2 separate regions of the Xenopus laevis genome follow, and region 2 is linked to region 1. A link is a contact called in public Hi-C data. All regions are on one chromosome and are shown on one strand. The core of a region is the stretch at or near the end of the contact, and the rest is flanking DNA. Distances in the headings are between cores, read along the strand shown.

Region 1 (2,613 bases), core at 61-2,560:
AATACCTGACAAATGTAAAAGGGGCAAGGTAGAAAGAAAATGTAAAAAAAAAGAGTAGGAAGAAGAAGAAAACATGGGAATTGCAACAAGAATAAAGGTACAAGACAGAAAAAAATCCCAGAAGAGGAATCAGAGAAGGGATTGAAAGGTAAGATAGTTTTCCAAATAAATGAGAAACAAAATGCTATTTGTAAAATGTTTTCTGTTTCTCTTTCAATTCATAGAAATAATCTAAACAATCATTAGTAAAAAGATTACTGAATAGCAATGGATGAGCCAATTGCCTGGTTTTCCTTGGCTTCAAGAGCATTTAGTCCTGGCACTGGGGAGAACGATACTAGTAGGAAGGAATATTGTGATTTGCCATTTCTCTCCATTTCTTCCAAATGCTTTGTGCTAGGAAGCTTCTTTGGTGGTCAATGAATGGTCCTTACACTATTTCATCACAGGTGCCCTCTGCTGAACGTATCCACCCACTCAGGGTGCTGACAATCACTAATTCAGGCCACGTCTAGAGTTGTCCTTTGGCCAGTAATGGGGATTTACTGCTCAGTGTTCACACAATACAGTGTCTCATAAGGAATGCAATGTAAGGTTCTTATTTTTCATTTGCAATCAATAATTGCTTGAAAGTCTCTGTAGTTGCCCTGTCAGTCATATGGACAACTGTCAGCACACTCACTGGGAAACAATGCAAGAAAAGCTCATAGCACCATAGCCACCACTGAGCATGGAGTACACCATTGCTTGACTGCACCCGATACTTTGTAGTGTAGCCAGTCAGCTCAAGGCTATTCATGATAGCTGCAATGATGTTGAATGGGTTTATCACCTGTATGTAGTCCCTAAACTATAGTAGAAAGGGTCAGCCTAGTAGCTTTTTGCAACAATTCTCCTGATATCAGGAGTGATATGCAGAGGTATCAGTCACAAGTTATGCTGGGTAAAATGCTGCATAATCACTTATGTGACTTTAACGTTAATTTGATGTAAGATGTTTACTGAAAGCTAAAATCTTACATATCAAATTGTTTTGAATATACTTTTATAACACTTAACTTATAACTGTATGTATTGCCATTCCCTAGCATCTGCTGTTTCTCCCTATCTGTGCTTTTGTATTGATTGCTACTATTGTATTACATACGGTTAGTGTAGAATAGCCCAGGCAATATAGTCACTGTATACTGGTATAAGCAGTTGCTTGATGTATGGCAGTTAATGACAGTGGTTAGAATCAATACCCCCACCCATGCCTCCAGGGTGGAGTCCATCCTGCAGTCTTGCGGTGACACTTGTGAAAAATATTTCCTGTCACTCTCCCCAGAGCTGTCACTTGTGTGAGATCTGTCATTGATTCATTCACTTTATTACCACCATTCCTTGCACAGTGGCCACCTGTTGCCAGGTGAGTAAGGGGTTAAAATGGAACTAGGGAGGGGAGATAAGGCTTTAGCAAAGAAACAAGTTCGGGAGACTTTACAGGCAGAGATGCAGAACAACTGCAAACTCCTGATTTATTAAGAGATGCCAAAAGAAGCATATTATTTACTAGAACAATGGGAGAACATAAAGAAACCCCTTTTGGACGAGAGGTTTGAAAGCTATGGCTCAAATGGTAGGTGCTATCCCAAGAAACGCATATGTATCGATTAGCAGTGAGAGAAAATCAGACAAGAAGCTTGCAGTCAGGTACTATAATTGGAAATCTGACTTACAGTTGAGAACCGTACTACTTTGGAGCTTTACAACCTATAGTAGTAAATCTGAGAAGTAGTAAGTCTCACTCTGTACTGCGGAGCTTTCAGTCTACAGGTCCAATGAGGCAACCTGCCCTACAAAGTATAACATTTAGTGGCCAAATAGGGGTCAAAGAAGGTGCAGCATATTCTTTCATGGAATTTTAGCACCTTCATACAATATGCCACATGTATTTCTATTGTTTTTACCCATTGCCTGATTTTTGTGTGGTTTCGAGTGCACATCAGGGCACTGTGTCTCTTTAGTAAAAACTACTCAACCAATACGCTCACAGCCTGGTAGCATAATGAGAGTATAAAGGGCTTACGGTATTTACTAAAGGAGCAGAAAGTGCATTTTACCCACAGTGCAACATTATTTTACATAATTCTAGTGTAATTGTGCCGGCTACAATAAAGTACAAAATGTTGTTCCAGCCAATGAAAGTACAACGATCTGTGCCGTTTTATCAACTGTGTGCAAATAGGCAAGACTTGCTTCTACAGGGGAAAGATGCCTACAGGCAGAACATGGAAATGCAATTATTTGCCATTTAATTGTGATTCAACAGGAATCATATTGACTGACAGCCTGGACAAACCAGGTGTCAGGTACAGGGATCCCAAGTGCTGGAGCATGTCGCATGCGCCTCATGCACCAAAGTAGGCGCAACCAACATAATCCTGCATAGCACTTATAGATGACGTAGGAGGTACAATCACATTGTGTATTGCATTTTAATGGGGCAGTTCTGTAAATCATCCTTTATATCTTTACCTCATCATATGGTAAAAGAAACTGAGTTTTGCAGCTTTATAAGTTTGTGCAAGGAGCTCACACTCTAACGATACAAAAGGAAACAACACTCTTAAA
Region 2 (2,613 bases), core at 74-2,573, 160 kb before region 1:
ATCTCACAGTATCACTCACCTGCATGTTGTCAAGGTTTTTTTTTATCATAGTGATAATGGGACTTTAAGACTGGGTTGTCCAACTGAAGGTATGCAGGTTGGATGTAACCCTCCAACTGATTTTAAAGGCTTTCAGGTTGCTTAAGAGCCATACTGACTTTGAATAATATATCTGTTTTATCTGCCCCCATATAAGTAGCACCTGTACCTGTATAGTGAATAATTATTAATGTATACAATGATGTTAAAGTTTTATTACAGCCTGCCAGTAAATGTTGCCTTTAATCTTTTAGGATTGCTGGAGTTTTAGCATTTGCTTGATGTGGGTTATATGGTGCGGATATTTTTTATAGGTATATACAAGCAAATATATCTCTAGCAGTTGATACCAATTTGAACAGACTTTTTGGCATTAAAGTAGAACTGTCACAGGTGTATGAACGTAACCATGCAATAAAGAGTTAATTAAAAGGGTAATCATTTACTGGTATTCCAAAGAGGTGCAATTTAGTGCTCAGCCCTTCTGTCCCTATTTATAGTAAATGAGTCCTATGTTGTGTAGCTTTGGAAAACTAGCATTACTTCTAAATTGTCAGTAGATGGTGATCTAGCTCCATATTCTTTGTGCATGGAATAAACATTTCTAAACTAACCAAGAAGAAGAGATAGTCAAATCTGAATTGCTTATAACAGCATATTTATATGTCCAGCAAGGTTATAAGGCAGTGCTGTCCAACTTCTGTGGTGGATACGTGGTGGAGGGCCAATAATGGAAGCCAATGTTGACAGTGTCAGACTAGGACACCAGGGGCCCACCCGAAAACCTTAGACCAGGGTCCCACCATAAAACCTTAGACCAGGGGCCCACTCTCAGTTCTAATATTCTTCATCTCCTCAATAAACCTCTATTCTTCTAGTCTGTTTTCTTTATACTATAATCAATTATTCCATCTATTTAGCCTCTTTGTTCTCATAGAAATAGGAAATGGCCATGAAATAGGCCAAAAGTATAACAGCATGAGGGCCCACTGACACCTGGGCCCACCGGGAGTTTTCCTGGTATCCTGGTGGGCCAGTCCGACATTGAATGTTGACCACTCCCTGGTTTTAAACCACGCCCATTTTAAACTACACCCATATTACCACAAGAACTTTTAAGACCGTGTCCACATTAATGGCAGTAGCCAGGGTCGGACTGGGCCGATGGAACACCCGGGGAAAAACCCAGGGTCCCCAGACCCGCTCCCCAATCAGGCGAAACTAAAAAAAATATGTGTGGTGCAGTGCACAGGATTTCTAGCATGCATGCAGGATTTCGATGTTTGCGCATGCGTGTGGCGGCCCGTCGTTCCTGCATGTGCGCATCACACTGGTTTTGCACGGCATGACAGCTTTTGTGCATGCACGCGGGGCCCCCAAGGTTTGAAACCCAGTGGGCCTCAAATGCAAGAGACGGGAGCCCACCGGGTTTTTTCCCGGTGTCCTGCCGGCTCAGTCCGACCCCGTCACTTATCACTCATACGTGTGACACAATTTAAATCATGTTGAAATATATCCTTAAATCCATATGTGTCCTCCTCCCCTGTGGAAAGTACAGCACCCCAGCACATGATTAAACACCTTAGGGGTCCCTAACAATAACCAAGCTCATGTCCCCCGGGTAATGTAATACAGGCAGAGTAGGGCACACACAGGGAGCATAGGGCAGGCAGAGTTTGGTGTGAACAATGCAGGGGGGGATAACAGGAGTGAACAATGCAGGTGCTTAGGCTCTGGACACAAATGCAGTTTTTAAAAAAACTGACCTCTGCGAAAATACACTATTGGAAGTTACCAATGACTAAGCTTAAATCACTAAACGTATTTACATGGCGGTCTACTTTTTTAAAAACCGATTCGTGTACCGTGCCGAAAACAAGGCGGTTCTCTACATGTGTGTCCGGGGCCTTTTAGACTGAATTTGAGGTGTAAACAATGCAGGGGTCAGTTAATCTCAGTACTGGTACCTTTTAAAGCTTACACAAGTTAAGCAGTCAGAACTGCCAGACTTTCATGGTGGGGGGGGCACACTAGTGTGGGTCGCGGGCTGCCAGTTGGACAGCACTGTTATAAGGTATATCATTTTACTTACATAATCCAGTTTCTTAAGTACAGAGTCACTAGTAACTCCAAGTAATTACTATTGAAACTTTCACATTTAGATCAATTTACAGATATATAAATATTTGTTTTCGTATCATTCTTTTGGGGAATAAGGCATATAGCCTTCTATTGTAAGTTCTACTTTAGCAATATTAATGTAAATGTAAATTCTGGCATTTATTGACCTTTTGTGGATGCCTGAGAATGCCTTTTTACCATGTTTACTGGGTCTTTTCTGAGTTCCATTTTTGCCCGTGGGTGGAGAGATAAAGGCACAACACATGTAAATTTCAAACCCTGCCCCCCTTGGCACATACACATATTTTCTTATAATTGCCTACAGATGGCTCCTAAAGCATGTAACCCTTGGTCTAATATTTTTTTTAAAGAATGGACTACCTAATATCCCTTACAATTTGGAACAGGCTTCTGTTAAGTGAGACAACAGAATGATGTGACATAATTACATCT

What was found. Hi-C and Micro-C count contacts between places; a contact is called where the count stands out from the background.
Region 2: a Hi-C map of the XTC cell line shows a contact between it and region 1, with 5 times the contacts expected there. The contact joins the enhancer-like site here to the promoter of s1pr4.L in region 1. A contact is called at or near these places in 2 of 4 Hi-C or Micro-C datasets (the XL177 cell line and the XTC cell line).

The regions. Positions count from the first base shown.
Region 1 is chr1L:123,490,342-123,492,954 of Xenopus_laevis_v10.1, reverse strand. s1pr4.L (sphingosine 1-phosphate receptor 4) reads left to right here and starts at 1,310. Exons shown (of 3, transcript XM_018226496.2): 1 at 1,310-1,408.
Region 2 is chr1L:123,649,506-123,652,118 of Xenopus_laevis_v10.1, reverse strand. No RefSeq gene overlaps it. Among protein-coding and RNA genes, the nearest start is that of gna11.L, 11 kb to the left of the region's middle. Within about 2 kb of position 1,323, at least 1 of the 7 cell types and tissues checked has an H3K27ac peak or open chromatin away from gene starts, as enhancers often do.